Regions from separate parts of the Triticum aestivum genome. Here region 1 is linked to region 2. A link is a contact called in public Hi-C data. All regions are on one chromosome and are shown on one strand. The core of a region is the stretch at or near the end of the contact, and the rest is flanking DNA. Distances in the headings are between cores, read along the strand shown. Region 1 holds the start of LOC123138364 (galactoside 2-alpha-L-fucosyltransferase). Region 2 holds the start of LOC123138363 (protein CTR9 homolog).

Region 1 (3,404 bases), core at 893-3,392, 320 kb before region 2:
GAGGGGTCGGTGATACCCCTTCCCCACTGCCAGCCGCGTACCGGGGAAACCCTAGACTTGCCTGGGCGGCAGCAGCGTCGTCGTCACATTTCTTGATGAAGATGTTGCTTAGTACGCGAGACTTCGGAGTGCTTGGTGGGCGGTGGTACTTCTCTAGAGGGTGCAGCGGGTTTCGGCCCTCTTTGCTTCGTTGAGTTGCCGGCGTCGGCATTTGTTTCTTTTTTCTTTCTCTCTTTTTCCTTTGGACTTGTTTGTGCAAGTCGTTTGTATCGGTTGGATTGCTTTATAATCTAAAGCAGGGGAGACCCTTTTTTTGTCAAATCACTCTGGCGCCCACATTGAAACAACCCACCGTGTGGCCTAACTGGTGCCTGTTATTTGTATGTGGCCACGCCGGACACAATCCGCACCACACTGCGCCCGCTTCCATTCCTCCATGCATCACCACCGCCATGACTGCGAGCTCAAGAGTGATGTGGGAGAGCGTCTCGACGGAGTATAAACATGAGCTGACTGGCTGGCTGGCCCGTCGTGCACGACGGATAGAAGTCGGCTTGCCAGCGAGCTTGCCATAGGTGAGTGACGACGACCCGGCGATGGAGGAGGCGTCCGACAACGAGCCGACACTCCTGCCCGGGCTGGCCCACGTAGCTGGCAGCGCAGGCGATCACCGACAAGAACTTCGATAGCTCTTGGTCGTTAATGTCGCCCGTGCGGTTCGCGCTAGGCCGCAACAACTACAAGGCCGACACATCCACATTTATCGTGTACCTCACCTCAACCAGAGACGTCTAGGCCGCGGACTCCGATGAGTAAGAGTATGACATGGAAGACGAAGACCTGTGCGTCCTAGTATGTTTTATTCTTCTTGTCGATGACTCGGAGCTTCATTTCCCGGAATTCACGGACAGCGAAGATGCCGGAGACGGGGAACCACAAGAAGTTGGAACACGGACGCCATCCTGTTTACAGGAAAACGGTTTGCTTAAATTCCGTTTAAAACGTGTCAGGACGTTTGTGGTACACCGTTGAATGGCCTCCTGCCGTGTGCACCGGATACTGGTTTTATGGTCCACGTTCAAAGATGCGTAGAGACTCTTTGAGCGGTCACGCGGTGCTGTCTTTTACTCTCTTTTTGCAACGAAAGCCCGTCGTCGTCCGCCGTCCACCCAAAATTCTCAATCTACCAGGCTCAGAAAAGAAAATGGCGCATGGCTCGGATCTCAACCGATTTTAACTGGCCTTTGGCTAGATCACCTCTGCTATGCCCTCGCGTCTAATTAAGTTTATCGTTAGCAGGCCAGCAAGACGAGAGAATTTTATAAGTGGCCTATGACGGAGGCCATGCGACCAACTTGAGATTGGGACTTAGACGTGGCCGCCCCGAGTAAAATAAGCAACGCTAAGACAACGGGAATCTGCTTTGCAACCATGTTATCGTCTGGTATCTTGTGCCCCTACGATTCCCTCCATGAACTTCCCCATCATTTCCTGGACCTCTTTTTCTAAAGAAAAAACCATTCCCTGCGTCTACTACTAGCTGAGAACCTTTCTATCCGTGACGATGGCCATAGCAGCTACTCGTAGTAAGTGGTGCAAGTTCTACGATGATCCATCCGGACAGCATCGATCAGCTTCTACGGTCGAGTATGAATTCTAAGTGGAGGAGTTCGAGTAGTACCTTGGTCGTCGTCGTCGTACTTTGGGAGGTCGTCGACGTCGAAGAGCATCCGCGGCGAGGATTCGGCCCGCAGGTTCCCGACGACGAGGACGCAGGCCGGGAGCGTGAGCAGGCAGAGCAGCAGCGCGGCGCGCAGGCACTTGCGCCGGTGCCTGCCCCGCCCCGCCTCCTGCTGATCCGCGGCGTGGGCGTGGGGGTGCGGCGCCCTTGCCTCCGTCTCCAGGCCTCCGCCGCCGCCGCGCAGGGGCAGCCTCTCCTCGTGGCCGCCGTTGCTCCCCCGCCAGCTGCTCGGTTGTTTCTCCATGATCGAGCTGCCCCACGCTACCTCTCCGCCCCGTGCTCGCCGTGTAGAGCGGGCCGGCTAGAAGAAGCGTCTTGTTTGCGCTTTGCTTCGGGTTCGGGGTGGAGCGGTCAAAGCTGTGGAAGGGCCGCGGCCGGGTGGGCGCTGCAACTTGCGAGAGAATAGGGGCGCGCTCGTTATCGTCGTGGGTTTGGACGTGATGGGCTGAAGACGGAGCTTGCAACGTGGTGGCAGTGGGTTTGGCAACCGAGCACTGCTATTCAGCCGACGCTTTTCACACGATATACTCGGACGACCATGCCCATCAGACCGTTTGTAAATTATATTAGATGCACATCAGTCTCACGACGTAGAGTCTGTGTCGGCTGCAGATCGGCCATACCGTGTCGTGTGTACATCAGTTTCGTCGTTGGCAACTTGGCATTACTAAAACTTTCTTTTGCTGTCATGAGTGGATTTGCACTGTAATCCATGAGTCCGTTCATGTGAGGTCCGAAGGAGTTGCAGAATATAACTGAAGAGGTATAGTAAACGTGCATGTGCAACGCACGTACTGCCTAATGTTCTAATGATATGCGAAAATTCACTGTATATAAAAGGATAATCTGATAGTAGTAGTGAAAAATATTTAAAATGAATTGTTTTATAGAAAAGGTTCATTTTCCTTCCAAAAAAGCTACTACATTCACATTTCAGACTAATAAAGAATGGAAACTACGCTTGATGATAATTTTAGTATCTCGGTTACTTCCAAACAGTCAATTAAGAACTGTGACACCTAATGACCAAGTATTTTATCATACAGTAAAATAACAATGGAGACAACACCTAATGAGTAACGACCAATGGTCGTTTCAAAACATCCTGCAGCGACGAATCATCAAGACATCAACCACTAGCCAAGGGTCTGAAGCCGCCCACTAATTTTCTCCTACCTCTTATGCAGCACGATTCAATTCAAACAAATGTTATGTTCAAATCCACCGAAATCCCAAGGAAAATGCAAAACATTTGAGTGTATATATGGTAGAAAAAAATATGCAGTTTCAGCGGTGAAACTTCCTTTGCAAGCTTGACGGGCCTTTGTGCGGGCCAGATAACTTACTTGATAGTGCATCACTATACACCAACGAGCAATTAAGAAAAATTGAGGTACAATAAACACATGAAAAATTCACAAAACACCTACTTTTTTTTTACCTGGATATGGTTCCATCATGTTTCAAGATTGTTATGGGATTCACTGTTGACGAAGGACCCAAGTGTCCACCGGCTGTACGCACCGCTGTTGACGTGCACCTGAAAGATGGAATCATGAAATACATGAAGATGCCCAAACAACCAGTTTCTCACCACATGGTGTCATGGTTGTCAATACCATATAGAAATAGATCAATGTGGAAGTACAAGCATACTAAAAAC
Region 2 (3,678 bases), core at 282-2,781:
CTTAATTTCATGATTACTAGCTCACTATGCTTGGACCAGAGAAATAAGTAAGCTGGTGTCACTTGCTTTGAAAAGTTCTCTTATAGAGTCGTCTAAGTATTGAGGTCATTGAAATCTTTAAGTGAGATTATAGTTCGGCATTTTGATAGCTTCTTAACTATTTGGTTTATCGCAATGGTAAAAGGTCATGAAATTCCTCATTAGATGGTTTTATAGGAAGTCACTAATTTAGCATGTGTGAATAAACATATTATGCACCCGCCAAAAAAAAGAATAAATAGATTATATGTGTTGGGGAAAAATAAACAATCCTACATGGGTAATCAACAAAGTATGAGGCGGTCAACAAAAGTCCAACTCCGTGAACAAGGGTCAATCCATTTTCAAATTTCAAGAACATTTTTTAAAACAGTTTTATTTAAAACTAATTAATGATACTCTTAAATCCGAAACAAGAAAATCGGGATTTGGGCCGGGCCATTACATTGCACCGCTATTCCCGTAAAAAAAAACGCGCGGCAGTAAATGGGCCGCTGCCCAACTAGCTCCCGTGGGCATTTGCTCCTCTTCCCCTGTCATATACAAGATGTGTTTGGTTCGCGGGATAGCTTTGAGTGGCTATAGATATCCCTAACCACCTGGCTAGGGATAGCCATTTTTTCTGTTTGGTTGGGTGAGATGCCAAATGGTTAGAGATAGCCATCTAGGCGTTTGGTTGAAGGAATAAAGAGTAGATAGGTTGTTGCAATAACCTCTTTTGTTGAGGTGATGAGATTTCCCTTTAGTAATTTGAGGAAATAATATGCTAGCGAGTATTCACGCCATAAATACTAACTTCAACATCACAAAATAAAATCATTTTTCTTCTTCAAAAATCGCCCATGTGACAATAATATTTGTAGCAATCTGGAAAGCATTTTAACTGAAAAAATGCTGCTGTGACCGTGAAGCATTTTAAATTAGAATTGTTCTACTACTCGTACCACTTCTCTCCTCAATATCTCCTTCATGCAGCTGCTGCTGTAAAGCTAAGTCATCGTTCGCGTGCCTCAAACAAAACAATGCACAAAGAGACAGATCGAGACCCAACAAAATCGGCACCATCCATCCAACTAGCGAGCTCCCATGCGCCATCAGGCCACCATCAGCGCAATTATGCTTGCTCCGTCAGCCACTGTCCACCACAAGCGATCTGCCGCGCGCCCTCATGCCGCCGCCAGCGCAATCAGGCCTGAGAGAGAGAGAGAGAGAGAGAGAGAGAGAGAGGAGGGCGCGTACGTGCCTGGAACTGGCAGCCGCTACCGCCGACGACTCTGCTATTGGTCTGACCGCCGCTCGCCGATCTGGCGCTGTGGTCGCTGACGAGAGAAACGTTTCTGTCCGAGGAGGGGTGAGAGCAAGAGAAAAACGATTCGGGGGTGAGGCGACGAGAGTGGCTGGCGACGTCCGCGACTTTTCGGCGACTGGGGATAGCCACCGTTTTGAGGAATATTCTGCGAATCTCGGCTATCCCCAACCATCCTCATCCTCCCTATCCCCTGAACCAAACGGGTGGCAGCCGCCCTAAAACAAGTCTGTCCCTGTCCCATGAGGGACATCCCGTGATCCAAACGCACGCTACGATTTTCTCTCCCCTGGGCGGCGGCGAAGGGAAGGGAAGAGAGGGGAGCGGCGGCGGGATGGCGAGCGTGTACATACCGGTGCAGGGGACGGAGGAGGAGGTGCGGGTGGCGCTGGACCACCTCCCCGCCGACGCCTCCGACATCCTCGACATCCTCAAGGCCGAGCAAGCTCCGCTCCACCTCTGGCTCATCATCGCGGTAGGTCCCCTCCGCTCTCAGGAGCCCAAGCTTCCCTCGCAACCTTGCTTAGGTCTAGGTCTAGGTCTTCGGCGGCGCGGATAGAGCAACTTCTACGGCTAGGGTTCTGGCGGAGTCTCGCTCCTGCTGACGCGACCCTTTTCAGCTCCGAGGCGGGCTTTCTGAGGGTTTGACCGATGCTGGTAGAATTTCTCCAAATGCGCGTGCGCGTGCGCCTGTCATTCCGTCCTCTGCTTTGACCTGGTTGTTCAGCCGGAGCTATTTCGGCTAGGGGTGATGCTGGTGACGTTTTGGTACCGAGGATACCATCCTGATTCGTTCAGACGGATAAATTTGAGTGGAAGATCTGAAGAAGAGCTTCTTGCTGGGCCAGAGTTTCATAGCTCGAAATCCCAGTACTTACACTCGTGACTTGCGTTTAATCTAAGCTCTAGTTTCATGGTGAAACTTATTATACTTGCAGATACCCTGTCTGGTAATTTTATAGGTAGTTTTCTTGTGAAATCGAACTATCTGGATTAGTACCTATTTTTTCTAAATTACTTCTGGAAATATTGTCACAGAGAGAATACTTCAAGCAAGGGAAGATCGAACAGTTCCGACAGATTTTAGAGGAAGGATCTGGCCCAGGTTATTTTTTTATTACTCTTTTCCTGTACTGTAATTTATTATCTGAACAATAATATCACCTTTGGTTATACCACACCAGTTCAATTTCTCATTGTTGCTTTAAATTTCTGCATAAATCCGCTGTTGTTGAACCATTCCCTCTCCTCTGCAGAAATCGATGATTATTATGCTGATGTGAAGTACGAGCGGATAGCCATCCTTAATGCTTTGGGTGCTTTTCATACTTTCTTGGGAAAGGCTGAGAAAGCACCACAGAAGGAAGTGCATTTCAAAGATGCGACTCAGTACTACAATAGGGCATCGAGGATAGATGAAACTGAACCTTCTACATGGATTGGAAGAGGTTATACCACTTCAGAACATTTCAGAGCTCTCAGATATGTTGTGGTTTATAGTTTCGTGACTCTTATGTGCATCTCTTTATAGCACACTTTCTTCTTTGGTTATGGTTGCGTAGCACTTCATTAAATTAAGTGTAGCATCATCTTAGATGAAGTGACTGTTTGAATTTTTGTTGTTGATAGTTTGATATTTCTGTTTAATGTTGAATGTTGTTGTATTTGTTTGTAGCTTCTCTATCATAGAAACTCAATTTCAGAATCAGAGACATGCTACAAGACATTATATAACTCTGCCTATCTAGTTCGTGATAAACAGAAAGAATGAGTGTTTTTGTGTTCATTAATTCACCAGAACATTGTAAATTTGAATGACACAAGATCAGCAATGTGTTTGTGAAAGTTTTATAGAATATACCTAAACTGTGATGGCATGGGCCCAGTGAGGCCTGGTAGTGTTGCGGCTAGTCCCAAGTGGCTAGTTGAATTTCTGTTACAAATAGCTTGTAATGCTCAGGAATGATCCAAACCCACATGGTTAACCTCTTCAGATGAAGCATGGATGAAAGCCTAAGCGCTGCTTGGTTGGATGTTCTTTGGGTGTTATAGTCATGCAGTTTTGTTCACTTTTACAACCTTGGTTTTATTTGTTGCACCTGCTATGTATTATGTAAGTGTTGGTTTCTCGTACTGGTTTATTAGACTTAGACAAGATCATACAACTGCTCTCTAGAACCTAGGAGTACTGGACTAAAGGGGGGCACTTTATCTACCAGCAAAGTGCTTTGTCATGTTGCTGTTCTGACTAGAGGAGTATGGCTTTTAACATTTTAATTATTGACGTTGCTATCTAGGTCAACTCTGCGTGGCCAAGGGTGAGTTGCAAATGG

What was found. A called contact is a pair of places that touch in the nucleus more often than the background predicts.
Region 1: a contact with region 2 is called in a Hi-C map of leaf, with 3 times the contacts expected there. The contact joins the promoter of LOC123138364 here to the promoter of LOC123138363 in region 2. A contact is called at or near these places in 2 of 5 Hi-C or Micro-C datasets (both in leaf).

The regions. Positions count from the first base shown.
Region 1 is chr6B:624,666,263-624,669,666 of IWGSC CS RefSeq v2.1, reverse strand. LOC123138364 (galactoside 2-alpha-L-fucosyltransferase) reads right to left here and starts at 2,142. Exons shown (of 2, transcript XM_044558330.1): 1 at 1,682-2,142. The coding sequence starts at 1,985.
Region 2 is chr6B:624,350,323-624,354,000 of IWGSC CS RefSeq v2.1, reverse strand. LOC123138363 (protein CTR9 homolog) reads left to right here and starts at 1,531. Exons shown (of 24, transcript XM_044558327.1): 1 at 1,531-1,820; 2 at 2,384-2,450; 3 at 2,602-2,793; 4 at 3,643-3,678. The coding sequence starts at 1,680.